Linked DNA regions of Anser cygnoides: all the other regions are linked to region 2. A link is a contact called in public Hi-C data. All regions are on one chromosome and are shown on one strand. The core of a region is the stretch at or near the end of the contact, and the rest is flanking DNA. Distances in the headings are between cores, read along the strand shown. Region 1 holds the start of CACFD1 (calcium channel flower domain containing 1). Region 2 holds the start of SARDH (sarcosine dehydrogenase). Region 3 holds the start of VAV2 (vav guanine nucleotide exchange factor 2). Region 4 has its middle 34 kb from the start of RXRA. Region 5 holds the start of REXO4 (REX4 homolog, 3'-5' exonuclease).

Region 1 (2,700 bases), core at 43-2,542, 140 kb after region 2:
ACTAAGCGGTCATAACAGTCCCTCCTGCTTTTAAGAGCTATTAATCTCCCCACAGAATGTAGCAAAACAGCACTACGGGACAAGCTGATTTCTGGCAAAGGTGCAAAGACTCTTTCCCTGGGAAAATTTTTTTCGGCAGCAGGTAATTCACAGCGCAGCCAACTCACTTCGCTGTACGCTGTCTCCCATCTTCTGCGCGTCCAAGACTAAACCCTTTAAAAAACACACAACACTAACCAAGGTCGTTATTCGCCTTCAAAAAACACAGCCAGGCCCTCCGTGATAAACGGCAGGAGTAAGAAAGGAAACATGCTCTGATGTTCAGAACAGGAAAGTTGCAGGAACACAAACACCTGACGGTCAGATAGGATGGAAGAATCAAACCCCAGGGCCCCTGTTCACACCCTGCACCTGACCCCGCTGAGCGTCCTGGTGCTCGCAATAAAACCATTGTCTAGTTTATCTGCCCACGGCCCTCCTGCAGGACCGGGGGCTTGGCTGCTGCTCCCACCACTCCCAGAGACGGGAGATGAGCTTCATCCAAGAAGAAACTCGAGGATTTGCAGATCCCCCCCGAGACATCCCTTCTCCCAGGTGCCAAAGTTCAGCGAGTTCAGCAACCACGCAGCACACCTCTCACGTGCAAGCTAAAATCACCCCGCTTCGGGCTCATCGTGGCTCTTCCTCCTGCCCAAAACGCAGCCAACTACACACGTAGAAGAGACACAAACCTGCAACCCCAAACTATTGTTCCGCGGCCCGCCTCCCCGTACACAAACACGACCCAGGGACGGGCAGGCACGACCCCTGCCACACGCTTTTGCATGCACGAGCAGAGCCGATGGGGAACCCTTGGCTGCGAGGGAGGGGATACTTACACACGCCCCCGATGACCCCGGCAATCCTGCAGAGCCACCTGTACCACCAGGTCATGCCATCATCGGCGGAGGGAGCCGCTGGCTCAGGGGCTGCTGCTTGGAACTGGTCATCCTGAGAACTCATGGCCCCCCTGCTCCCGGGGGGTCAGGGGGCAGCTCCCCGCTCCCCACCTGAGCCCCAGCAGTGCGGGATGCCCCTCCAGGTGACACTCCCCCCCCCCTCTCCAGCAAGGCCAGGAGACAGCCCCTAAACCCAGCCCTGCTGCCGGTGGGCCTCTCCCCGCACCCCCATGCACGGCCGGGCCCCCCAGGGCTGACAATGGAGGGGCTCTGCCTGCAGCAGCGATGCCAGCGGCCGGGGGGGAGCAGCCTCCACGTCTCCCTGCCTATTGCATTGTGGGTCCCCTCCTCCAGCAGGGAGGGCTTTGATGTCACGCTCATTAAAAAGCCAGTGGGCAGAGCCATGTGTGCATATTCATGGACAGCAGCAGGCGGGGAGGCATGCAGCCCATGGCGGGCCCTAGGGTGCACAGGGCGGTTGGCTCCGCTCGGGGCGAGGGCACGCGTCTGCCCCGAAAGGCACCCGTCATCTCACGGGGACTGGGACTGAGCCCCAGCCTCTCCTCCCAGCTCAGCTCTGGACGCACAAACCTCAACATTCGGAAGTTTTGGCCAGGCTGATAACACAGCTTCTTGCCTCAAATCGCAGGGGGAGGCGTTGTGGGTGCCTCAGTTCTTAAAGCCATCTATATCCATAGCCCCCGTGCCTCAGTTGTACCAACAACGCAAGCACACAGCAGGCTGCACTCTGCTCTTACCTCTGTCTTCACTCCCTTTACCTCTCTGAGGACTGAGCTTTTGCTTCAGCAGAAGGTGAAGCGATTTGTCTAATGTTACGCAGTAAAGTCAGAAGTAGAGCAGGAGCCCTGGGTCCTGCTTCCCCTAACCACTACCTGCTGTTATCCCTGTGTATGCTAAGAGGAATGAGAAATTAATTTTTGAATGGATGAGAGTTGAATGTGAAAATTGTTACAAAAATTGTGCCCTCAAGAAAAAGCAAACCACTCCCCTTAATCTGAATGGAATCAGGTTTTTAGAAAAGGGGAGTTGAAGCAGGACTTCTCATATCAGAGATGTCCCAGTTGGCAACCTGCTGGTATCCGAACAACTGGTACACTGAAACACCCTTAATTCTTTTAAATTATAAAGGCAGCAGCTGCACATTTCGCAAATGAACATAGAGCATACGGTCAGTAATCAGAGCCCATCTCTGCAGACCAGAGACTCCGCATAGCTGATCTGGAACAAAAAATAGCAGTGAGACTTGGGATCCAGAGCTGAGTGGGAAGACAGATCCCATCTGCTAAAAGGTTACAAAAAAGAATTAAGAAAAGGATTTTTTTTTTTCATTACTGTTACGTCTCCTGTTAGACAGGAAATGAAGGCCCAGTGCCTGTATCACCCACGCACTGCAGTGGGACAGCTGATATATTCAGTTCCTCAAGGATCTTGCTTCAAGAATCTACTTTCTAGCTCTTCCAGGAACGGAACGTAAATCTGGAGGCTGGCAAGCAAAAAAATCCAGGCGGAACCAGCAAAAACCATTACTAAGAAGACTGAAGAAAATAAGATTTTGTGGTTGCAAAAAGATGTCAGAGAATTCAGCTGAAAGAAAGCAGAGGTAGGATTAAAACTGCCCAGGCAGAACCGTTTATTGTATCCAGCGTGAAGGGTAGGGGCAGCCCTGTCCAGCCAGGCTTCAGGTCTGGAAAAGATCCCTTCAGCAGAACACTAAGATTTTGATGAGGACTTGTACCGAAGT
Region 2 (2,700 bases), core at 80-2,579:
TGTCATGCAGTTGTAGTGCTCTCCTGACACCAAACTCGGACTGCAAGGCGTGAAGAGGGCTCTGTGCATGCCAGTGCAAGCTCTGGTGACGGTGATGGCATGTCCTTGTGGCTTCGTGCACTCTCTGATCCGCCGCGGCCTTGCAGCACGCTTGGGCAGTTCGTTTGTGCATCAGCCGTAATGCCTTCCGTGACCTGGAAAGCTCCAGCTGGCATATGCAAACTGCTCTGCCCCTTTATTTCCTAATTAATCTAAGCCATTACGGGGAAAGGATTGAACGTTTTACATCCCCTCTATGCTATAATGACCACCAAAAAAACTAACCTCCCTTGGTCTGGCTCTGCAGCTCCATCAGGGCCCCTGAGCACGGTGAGCTTCTCGGGCTGCTCGACACATGCTACAGCTTGCTTTGTTCCGGGTCTTTTCTAACCCAAAGGCCGTGTTTGTAGTTGGGACATGCTGCCGAGACGGCTCTGTCCCATCAGACAGCAACACCCCCCCACAGGCAGGAGTTTCGACTTGTTCGCATCTCTTTGGTTATTCTGAGCGATCAGCAGGCTGGGAAGGCTGGAGGGACGGGGGCTCTCTTTAAACAGAAACTGGTTTTGTCTTTAAAAAAAAAGGCGAGACTGTGTTGGGCTAATTCTGGATCAGCTAACCCGCCCCCCCTCCCTCGGCTGCTATTCAACCCCTTCCTGAACTGGGACGATTTGGATGCAGTCCCCGTACGGCGTGCATTCGGCACACAACGGGGGGCGGCTCCCGGGGCGGTGGTGCCACCAAATGCCACGAGCCCCCCAAGCCACCACGAGCCCCCCAAACCTCCATGAGCCCCCCAAACCTCCACAAGCCCCCCCAAACCTCCATGAGCCCCCCAAACCACCATGAGCCCCCCAAACCTCCATGAGCCCCCCAAACCTCCACAAGCCCCCCCCAAACCTCCATGAGCCCCCCAAACCTCCACGAGCCCCCCGAACCGCAGCCCCCAGGCAGTGACCGTGGGGTGCATGATGCCGCTCAGCCCCCAAATCCACCAGCCCCTGACCCAACCACGGCTCCACCCGCCCCCTGCTTCACCCAGACAGCAGAACCCAGCCCTTCGGAGCCGCCTTTGAGGAGCCTGCACCGCCTGCGCCTCCTGCCCAAACAGGCCCTAATTTTGGGGGTGAGTCCTGGGCAGGAGGCGCAATAAACCTTGGGGCTGTGAGAGCTAAATGAAAAGTTTTATTTTCCTCCCCCCCTCCAGATGAAATTTTTTGGTGTTCCCACCTTCGCTTTGGGCTCTCGGCTCTGGCTTAAACGCGTTTTAATTCTGCTCTTTCAGTGTGACTGCTGGGAACTCCGGCAGGAGGGTCAGATGTTCGCCGCGCTCGCTGTGTTTGCTTTCTGGCACCGAGCGAGCCCTGCAGGCTGCGAGCCCCTCCTGGCCCCAGCCGGGCTCTTTGCTCTCTGCCGAGCGCTGATCTGGGGAGAAAAGTGAGAATTTCCTCCCGTTTCCAATTTCTCGACTCCCCCTTACTTTTTCTTCTTCGTCGGCGAGTGGCGGAGGAACAACAGCGGGTAAGAGCTCGGCCGGGGCAGGGGAAGCGCTCAGCTGGCCCCGCTCGCCTCCGGCTCTGGTTAATGTTTTCATGGCAGCGGTGCAGAAGAGGAGGAGGAGGAGGAGGAGGAGGAGGAAAGCATCGGAGGAAGGCAGGCGCCCCACGGCCATCGCGGCAGGGAACGCCACCCGGAGCAAGCGTCGCCGGTGAGTGGAGCCGGCGAGCGGTGGGGAACCCGGCGTGGGTTTCCTCCCGGCAAGGAACTCCTGCGGGATATCCCGGGTGGGATTTCCCAGTTTTTTAGGGCTGCGGGGTGGCAGCGAGTGGGGTCCTGCAGGAGGAAGCTCCGCAACAGCCCCCGGACAAAGCTCGTGTGGGAAGAGCAGTGCCACCCCATTAGAGCCTGCTGTTTGCGGGGCCACGGCTGCTCCAGAGCCACGCAGCCAGAGCAAACCCCGAGCCACGTCCCCGGATCCCAGGCACGGGGCTGGAGGACATTACCCGACCCCGTCCCCGCCAGCAGCCATTGCACTGCCCTCTCCTGATACAGAGCAACCCCTGCTCCTTTGTCGTGCCTCCTGAATACGCAAACAGACATTAAAAAGGGGGTGGTTTCTGTGGGCTGGGCAGGAGCTGCCGTGACCTGTGCATTTCCAAGCTCCTTTTTTTTTTTTCTTTTTTTAAGCTGGGCCCCCCCGCAGGGTGTTTGGGAGCCGCACCGGCTCCCGTTGGGGTGCGATTCCTGCAGGTGGGGGGTCCACAGAGCCCAGCTCAAAGCCGTGCCCTAGGCCCCCCCCAGGTGCCACTCAATCCATTTCGTGGCACCACGATGCCACCACCGGTGCCCATCCAGCGGGGGCTCCGCTGCCCACCCTGGCGAGGCGTCTGGGGGCTCCGCAGGTCGACATGTCCTACATCAGCTGCGCCTTGCGGGCGGCAGCCCCCCGCCGCCTGCCAGCCCCCTGGAGAAGCCCCCGGCCCTTCAGCAGCGCCGCGGGACCCCCGGCGGAGAAGAACGTCCCCTACCAGAAGACGCTGAAGGAGGAAGGCGCCAGGAGCACGGGGCCCAGCCGGCCCCTACCGCCCTCGGCCGAGGTGGTGGTGGTCGGGGGGGGCAGCCTGGGCTGCCAGACCACCTACCACCTGGCCAAGCTGGGGG
Region 3 (2,700 bases), core at 179-2,678, 130 kb before region 2:
GCTTTGCAGCTGCAGCGATCGGTCGTAAGTGTCCAGGGGCCAAGTAGGGGTTTTACTATGCAGTAAAAAAAGCCAGGCCACAGCAAGCAGCTTTAATTATCCGCATATAATAAACTCCTCTGTAGCCCTCTACCTACAGACCTGATCTCACAGGGCAGACCAGCATCCAGTGAACCAAAATTATCCCTGGCAGGGCTCCACGCCTTTCAATGGCCTCGTGATTCCTGCCCGGTGGGTGCTGCTGGAGCCCTAGCGGGAGGCCAGGCAGAGAGGCTGAACGGTGAACTTCAGGAATGAGAAAGTTATGGTGAGAAATCTCCTCCGCAGGGTACGGGGAACTGCAGGCTGAGATCAGCATGCTCCCGAGTATACCCGGGGCAGGGCGTAGCTCTGATTGCGAGGCCGGGGCATATGCATGCTGCTCCTGGTCCGATTATACGCGCACTCATCCTGCCCTGCCAGAGGCGTACCAGGCACCGCACACAGCCAGACCAGGGGCAGACCGAGCGCCAGCACGTCAGGCTAAAAGAAGCACTTCCCGTGATATTAAAAAAAATAAATAAATAAAAAAGCTTCGCCAAACTGTCCTTGGAATATCAAACAATTGTTTTTCATTCTTCAGAGGGAATCTTCCTTCCCATGCTGGAAGTGAAGGGTCATGCCAGCAGAGTTGCTCTTTCTTCTTTATCTCCGCTTGGCTACATTTGGAAGAGATTAGCGTTGCATTTGTTTGACATCCAGGTTAATAGCTTCCCTTCGTCCCAGCCTCGGCTTCCGGTTTTGGCTATCTGGAAAGCCAGGACGAAAATTAATCGACAAACTCTTGGGAGAGGATCTCCGAAGAAAACTCAGACCAGATTTGAAAAGGGGCTGCTCTGAAGTGCGCTGATTTGGATGGGAGCCACCGAGTGAAAATTAGAGATTTTCAGGAGTTTGCTGCCAAGGAGTTAATGGCCGAGCGTTGAGGTTTGCAATAAATACGCTGGTAATTAATTATAGGAGTTGTCTTCGTGTTTGAAAGTCAAGGAACGCGACCGCTTGTTTGGGTTAAACATCTCCCCTGCAGTATTTGCAGCCCAAACACGAGCCGGGGAGGGGGAGCGCGCGGCCAGACAAAGCAGCGGCTGCTCGGGGGGTGCTGGGGGGGGGTCTTGGGGACCCCAAATGCGAACGGGGGCCGGGGGGAGCGGAGCAGCGGGGCGGCTGGGGGGGGGGGGGGCCGCTGCAGGACGGGGAGCGGGGAGCTCCGGGAGGAGGGAGCGGGGAGGGGGGGTGCAAAAAGGGAAAATAAAAAAAAAAAAAAAAAAAGGAAAGGAGGCGTGCAGCGCTCCCGCAGACAAAGGGGCGGCGGGGGCGGGCCGGGAGCTCCTCCCGGCGGGGCGGGGGCTTCGGCCCGGGGGGGGGGGGGGGGGGCAGCAAATTCCCACCCGCGGCGGCAGCGGGGGCGGCCCCAGCGGCAGCGCAGGTGGGGCCGGGGCAGGAGCGGCAGCAAAAGCAGGAGCAGCACCGGGAGCGGGAGCAGCAGCTTCAGGAGGAGCAGGAGCAAAAGCAGCAGCAGGACCAAGTTTCCCCGGGCCGGGGGGGGGACACACGAAGTTGCGCGGGGGCGGCCCCTTTGTTCCCGGGCCGATGCGGCGCGCCTAGCCCCGGCGGTGGGGCCGCAGCGGGGGCAGGGGCAGCCCTCCGCCGGAAAACTCGGCGCCGTCCCCCGCCTCCCCTTCCTCCTCCTCCTCCTCCTCCTCCCCGCCGATGCTTCCCCGGGCGGCGGGCGGCGATGGAGCGGGGCGGTAGCGCGGCGGCGCGGTGCGGAGCAGCCCCTCGGGCAGCCGCCCGCTGCCCCTGAGCAGGGAGGAGGAGGAGGAGGAGGAGGAGGAGGAGGAGGAGGAAGGCCGCGGCCATGGAGGAGTGGCGGCAGTGCGGCCGCTGGCTCATCGACTGCAAAGTTTTGCCCCCCAACCACCGGGTGGTCTGGCCCTCGGCGGTGGTCTTCGACCTGGCGCAGGCGCTGCGGGACGGGGTGCTGCTGTGCCAGCTGCTGCACAACCTCTCCCCCGGCTCCATCGACCTCAAGGACATCAACTTCAGGCCCCAGATGTCCCAGGTATTATTATTATTTTTCTTTATTTTTATTTTTTTTGGGGGGGGGGGTGGCGGTGGCGGCGTGCGCGTAGGGCTCTTTGTGTTCTTGCAAAACTTCGTGGTACGAGTGAGTGCGGGAGTGGGTAGGTGGGTGTGGGGGGGAGAGCTTTTTTTCCAGCCCCCCCCCCCGGCTGCCCTTCGCCCCCTACCCCTGTGTTTTAGCTCCCAGCCCCGTATCCCCCCCCCCCCACCCCGAGGCTCAGCCCCAGCACCGGGGCTCAGCGCTGGGAAGCCATCAGTGGCTGTACAGAGGGGGCTGGGGGGGCAGAAACCGCCCCGGGGAAGAAGGCAGCGTCCCCCCCACCCCCCCCCCTTCCCTGTGATGTATAAGTAATTTATAACACCCCCACGTTTATAGCCCTCTCGAAACAAAAGCAGCCAGCACGGCCGAGATGAGGCCGGCGCGGTTACTGCCAAGCTTTTCTCGAGGCTTAAGTTTGGCTTTGATGCGCTGCAGGAGCGGTGCTCTGAGCGCTGTCCTGGCAGGGTGCTGGCCCGAAGGGCAAAAGTTTGCCCAGGGAGATGAAAAACAAGAGGAAAACGCTCCCCAGGTGCTCTGCG
Region 4 (2,700 bases), core at 156-2,655, 250 kb before region 2:
GGGAAATTCCTGGGGTGAAATCAGGGCAGACAATCACAAAATATCCTGCCCGCGCTGGGGCAGGGCAGGCACTGCCTGCGTGGCTGGGTGAGGCGCTGAAAACCAAGGGGTGGCTCTCCAGCATCATCCCCAAAAGTCCCCCCCCGGATTTATGGGCACCTCTGGCAGCTTCTCCACTGCTTCTGTGAAGCCTGGACTGGGCCAGCCTGGAGATTATGGGCTGGATTTATGGTCCTGCTTTGCTGTTAGTCTCTCCATGGGCTTGGCTATTGCTTGTGATCAAGGACGGTCCCGGTGACGATATCCTTGACCTGTGATCAGTCGGAGCCACGGAAGTTTCCAGCAACTTAAGCCACTTAATATTTAACTTCTGTGGTAGCTTCTGGAGAACGATACGATATAATTTTGGCTTTGCAAAGACAACTTGGCTCAAAGGAGCTGACTGCAAATCATTAGCAGGACTGTTCTCACCCCGGCTCCTCGCCTTTTAATTGCCAAGCAGGGCGGCATGAAACGTTCGTAGCGAAAAGCTGCAGCCACACGAAATCTGCCTCGTTTGAGGTTGTGTTCCAGCAGGGCGGCGTGTGATGGGAACCAGGCTGATATTAACAGGGCCACATCCAGCGTCTGCAGGGGTGCGAGGCCTGGAGCTGGGCTCGGGAGTAGTCCAGGGTCTGGAGACGGATGCCGAGCAGCGATGACTTTTAACGAACGGCCTCAGCTCAGCAGAAAGCACCCGAGCAGGAGGGATGGGGTATTTTTGGCACAGCCCCACTGCCATACCTACTGCTCTGTGTGTGCCTCTCCTGCCTGGCCTTGTGGCTGCAGGCTGAGCACGCCAAAATGGGTTCCTCTAGATGGGGAGCGCGGGGAAGGCTGCTGATTTCTGCTTGGAAAATCACGGTTGAAACTCACCCACCTCCTTCCCCTTCCCTTCCACCTCCCTCCCACTTGAAGAAAACGTTGGTGGCTTTGGGGATGCACACAGCTGGAGCAGACACGACCTCCCTTAGCTCCCTCGGTGGATGAAGCCGCCCTGCAGCGAGCTGCCTTGTCCCACCGCGGGTCCCAGCGAGCAGGGCAGGACTTTGGCCCCGCGGCACCCGGCCAGCCACGGGTCAGCCAAGCGCCCGCCGCCCTCTTCCCTGGCAGGGCCGGGTGGCGAAGGGCGAGCAGCAAGGCTGGCGGCAGCGCTGCTCCCTGCGCCGAACCCTCCCAGGCTAATAACCGCATTAATTAGCGCACACGGCCCCTTCTGCCCACTGTAAATCTCCATTAGCCATAAACTGGAAGGGCCATAAAAGGGAGTTTACGACGAACCCACAAGGCGATACGCGGTTGAATCCTTCGCTCCGTTGCAGTTGGCAATAAAGCCTCCTTTTATTGTAGCATATACCCTGCCCTCGAGATAACGTACAAGGCCCAGGGCTCCTCGAAGGAATGAAGCAGGGCCATTTGTTGCACTTTGATTTGCTGCGGAGCCGGGCGGAGGTGGGAGAGCGCAGGGATCCGGCTAACAGGCTCCGCTTGGTCCCGGCACGGCCCTGAATCACCGCCGCGTGCAGCACTGCGGGGAGAGAGCCCCTGTGATTTTACATCATAAACGTTGCTCTGCCCTGCGGGGGAGAAAACTCTAGTAAACAGTAAAAAAAAAATTATAAAAAAAAAAAGTTCTCCATTGATTAAGAAACACAGCGAAATCTGTCCTATGAGAAGTCAGTTCTCAGGCAGCAATATGTTGGGGTGGTGTGATGTGCAGGGGTTAATGTTTAAGCTTCTGTTTTTGTTTAGAGTAGTCAGCAGCAGATAATGCTGTATATCCTCAAAATAGGCACGGATCCATTGAGAGGCACGAGGTCCAGGCCATGAAGAGATTTGTAGGCTTCAAAGTCCCAGGCAGGCCAGTACAAAACAAAAAATAATAATAATAAAGAAAAACAAAAGAAAAAAAAAAGAAAAAGAAAAAAAAATTACCAAAACGAAAGTAGAAAAGCAAGGAAAGACGGATATTTGCAACCTGTGGGGTACCAAGGGACCCAGCCAGCCCAGCCCAGAAGTCCCAGTAAAGCTGTCCTGTTCCCTGCTTGCCCCCTGGCAAAGTTTATTTTGCTGGGGGGCAAATATCACCCTAAGCTGCTCAGGCTCAGAGGGCAGAACAATTTTGACCCACCTACGCCCATTCCTGATCCCTGGCTTCCTTCTGGGCGATGCATTGAAGCCCTAAAATCAGAACCTGAAGTCCTTGGGCGTACAGAACCCTGCGGGAGGCAACAACACGCTCATTAATTCAAGCTCAGTCTAAGGCTGCTGTAGACACGGGTATGAAATCATCAGTTTTATTTAGTTCAGCAGTTAGGTATGATTGTTCTGAACTGCGATTCAACCCTGTTCTCTTATATATCTGGCAGTGTTAAAAGTAACAAGTCTATCACCTCTGGAGCCATTTCTCTGTCGTTCGCATCCTTGCTGGAGCCGCAGTGTTTTGCTGGAGGGCTTCATCTCTTCTAGACAGCCACCTGTCAATTATCTGTCTCCTCAATAAATAAAATAAGCAGCCAGTGACTTTTTTTTGTACATAAAAAGTGGCTGTCCCTCCGTGTTTGCAGTAAAGCTGGTGGCACCGCGTTAGGAGGAGGCAAAGCGATGGGCTCCAACGCTGCGGTTCGGACTTTGCATCAAGCTGAAATTCAGCTGCGTGGC
Region 5 (2,700 bases), core at 129-2,628, 170 kb after region 2:
TAAATACTGACCCAGTTCTTCAACACACTGAGACACAGATTACCTCACTGAGTAATGCAACTCAGAAATGCTAAATGCTTGTCAGAACAGAGTTAGTTAATAAGCGTTCTTAGCATTATCAAATGTACGGGATTAGAAATAAACTGACAAATGTGTTCCAACATCAAGAAGGAAGGAGCTCTGCATACCATCAGACACTGAGCTGGTTCCAAAATAAGAGAAAATATCTTCCGGATCCAAAGCTCTGAGAAATTTCTGCAAGAAGAAGAATGGCTTTACTTTATTTTTTTAAAGAAAAACAAATGGATACAAGACTATTATTTAACTGAACCTAACCTAGAAGGAACATCAGCAAACAATTCAACAAGTATCGATGCCAAGTTCTAATGGTTTTATTTTGCACTGAGCATATGCTGCACAATGGCCACCCAGAGGAAATAACTTTATCTTCTTGATTAGTGAGGTTTGATACATTTTGGCTTAGAACACATTGTGTTTTCTCTCCTTTTTTTTTTTTTTTTCCTAGAAATAAAAAAGGCTTCCTGGAAACTGCATTTTCTGGAGGTCAAACTTACCTCTTGGAGAATGGATGGCCAACAAAATCCCAGAGGGAACATCATGAGAGCTCGGATCATCAAGCTGATGATCATGCTGGAAGAATTGCAACCAGTGCTGCAGAGTAAACTCTGGCCCAAGGGTGATTAAAATGTTTAGCCCGAGGCATCACGTGGAACGGAAGTGAAGAATACACAGTTTAAACAAACAGGAGAGTTGATCTTCTGCAGAGAGGGACAGTCGAGGGGGAATTGAACTGCTGCAGGAGGTTTTACAGGAACAGCTGTAGGGGCAGAGCTTTTGCGCAACGTTTGCAGCTTTATTACAGCCAAAGAGCACAGCCATAAGAGGAGCTTTGGGCCAGTTTTAGCAGCCAAATAAACAAGGCACAATTTGCAGGGTGGGGGGGCGGAACTGGGCTCCAATTTGTTCAACCTGTGCATTGCTGCTCCCTGCACCTCGACCATGCTGGAGCCTCACAGGTGGACTTGGACAGACCGTGAGGCATGGCAAGACGCAGCACCTCGAAACCACGAGCCAGGCCCTGATGGCGGCCACACAGGGCACACACAGCAGGGTCTGCCACCCGCGTCTAAAGCAGGACCTCGGGTCAGCCCTCGGGGTGCCGCCAGCCCGCGGGACCTGCCCCCCAAGCACACAAACAATACCCTCGTGAAAGCCCCAGCTTTATTGAAACCCCAGCTTTATTGAAGCCCCAGCTTTATTCAAACCCCAGCCCCAGACTCCCCCCTCCTCAGGGCTCGCCCCACGGGCGGCTCAGCGCCGGCCGCTCCCGCAGCCGCCAGGGGCCGCCAGCGCAGGCCCGGCCCCGGCGCCCGGAACCGCAGCGCGGGGCTGCGTTCCCCGGCGGGCCGCTGCTGCGAGGCGCTGAGGAAACGGCGGCCGCGGCCCTTTCGATTCCCGTTCCCCGTCCCCACATGGCAAAACGGGGCCCCGCGGAGCCCGGGGCTGCGGGGCCGAGCCCCGGGGCCCGCGGGAAAGGCAAGAGGAAGAAATTCTGGCGGCGCCCCGCGGAGCCTGCCGCCCCGCAGGGCCCTAAGATGGCGACGGCCCTGCCCCGCAGCCCCCAGGAGTTCTCCGCCAACTGGAAGGCGCTGCAGGAGGTGAGGGCGAGCCGCCAGGCCAGGGATGCTGTCGTTTTCCTTGCTAGTACAGTTCCACACCGCGTATAGTAATTAAAAAACATGGTTTCGTGTTAAAATAACGCGCAGGGGTCTGGGAGATGCCGTTGCAGTAATGCCCCTTCAGCCAGATAAGAGAGCCCTGGTCAGCTTCACGCTGAGGTATTGTGTGGAGTACTCTAACAAATGACAGCAGGGTAGAATTGAAGGGAGATAATCTTTTTTTCTTTTTTTTTTTTCTTTTGGTCATTTTAGCTACTGAAACAAAAGGCAAATAACTCGGATGAGTCCCACTCTGCATGTCAAACACACACCAAAAAGAAGCATCCGCTCAAAGAGGGGACCAGCCAACAAGTTCCAGTTAGCAAAGGGAATGAGAACGTGGCAAAGCCCAAATCCGCAAACAAAAAGGAAGATGGTCCTGCTAAAGACGGTCCTCCTTTGGATAAGAAAAAATCCAAGGCGGTTGCAGCGGACAAGAATTTAAAGCCCAAATCCACAAATAAAACGGACAACAGTTCTGCGAAAGACAATCCTCCTTTGGCTAAGCCAAAATCCAAGAAGGTTGCAACGGACAAGAATTTAAACGGCACCAAAAGCAATGGAAAAAGCTGCAAGGAAAAAAGGAAGAATGGCAATATTGAAAAGGAGAAGGGTGATGTAAAACATAAGAAGAGGAAAGCTGAAGCTGTGGAGCAGCAGCCCAAAGAGTGAGTACTTCAGGCATCATGCATGTATTTGAATGTTTATTTTAGGAGGTGTATGTAAGGAGTACAGGGTATTACATTTGAAATAGCTGCACTCTTCCAGACTATATTTTGGGAGAAGTAAGATGAACAGTGCCCCTCCTCGGATAAGGCAACAAACTTGCATAGATGACAGTACTAGACTACTTTTCAGAGCTGATTTCTTGATTTAAAAATAAATCTGCTTTTCCTACACTATAAAGATGGAAAACCACTTTAAAACTATTTAATGTAATTAAATTTGTACTTACCAGGGC

The links. A called contact is a pair of places that touch in the nucleus more often than the background predicts.
Region 1: a contact with region 2 is called in a Hi-C map of liver, with 6 times the contacts expected there. The contact joins the promoter of CACFD1 here to the promoter of SARDH in region 2. A contact is called at or near these places in 5 of 7 Hi-C or Micro-C datasets (fetal liver, granulosa cells and liver).
Region 3: a contact with region 2 is called in a Hi-C map of liver, with 2.5 times the contacts expected there. The contact joins the promoter of VAV2 here to the promoter of SARDH in region 2. A contact is called at or near these places in 2 of 7 Hi-C or Micro-C datasets (both in liver).
Region 4: a Hi-C map of liver shows a contact between it and region 2, with 2.5 times the contacts expected there. The contact joins the enhancer-like site here to the promoter of SARDH in region 2. A contact is called at or near these places in 2 of 7 Hi-C or Micro-C datasets (both in liver).
Region 5: a contact with region 2 is called in a Hi-C map of liver, with 4 times the contacts expected there. The contact joins the promoter of REXO4 here to the promoter of SARDH in region 2. A contact is called at or near these places in 4 of 7 Hi-C or Micro-C datasets (granulosa cells and liver).

Annotation. Positions count from the first base shown.
Region 1 is chr20:4,440,914-4,443,613 of Taihu_goose_T2T_genome, forward strand. CACFD1 (calcium channel flower domain containing 1) reads right to left here and starts at 1,293. Exons shown (of 5, transcript XM_066980695.1): 1 at 879-1,293. The coding sequence starts at 1,002.
Region 2 is chr20:4,297,151-4,299,850 of Taihu_goose_T2T_genome, forward strand. It overlaps SARDH (sarcosine dehydrogenase), which reads left to right and starts at 1,330. Exons shown (of 21, transcript XM_066981003.1): 1 at 1,330-1,560; 2 at 1,639-1,747; 3 at 2,442-2,700. The coding sequence starts at 2,448.
Region 3 is chr20:4,167,166-4,169,865 of Taihu_goose_T2T_genome, forward strand. VAV2 (vav guanine nucleotide exchange factor 2) reads left to right here and starts at 1,429. Exons shown (of 27, transcript XM_066981004.1): 1 at 1,429-2,101. The coding sequence starts at 1,898.
Region 4 is chr20:4,043,661-4,046,360 of Taihu_goose_T2T_genome, forward strand. No RefSeq gene overlaps it. Among named protein-coding and RNA genes, the nearest start is that of RXRA, 34 kb to the left of the region's middle. Within about 2 kb of position 1,406, at least 2 of the 3 cell types and tissues checked have open chromatin away from gene starts, as enhancers often do. A contact at or near this core is called in liver, where this site is marked.
Region 5 is chr20:4,463,560-4,466,259 of Taihu_goose_T2T_genome, forward strand. It overlaps REXO4 (REX4 homolog, 3'-5' exonuclease), which reads left to right and starts at 1,379. Exons shown (of 8, transcript XM_013193976.3): 1 at 1,379-1,679; 2 at 1,953-2,407; 3 at 2,698-2,700. The coding sequence starts at 1,494. ADAMTS13 (ADAM metallopeptidase with thrombospondin type 1 motif 13) reads right to left here and starts at 1,232. Exons shown (of 29, transcript XM_066980650.1): 1 at 576-1,232; 2 at 189-255. The coding sequence starts at 650.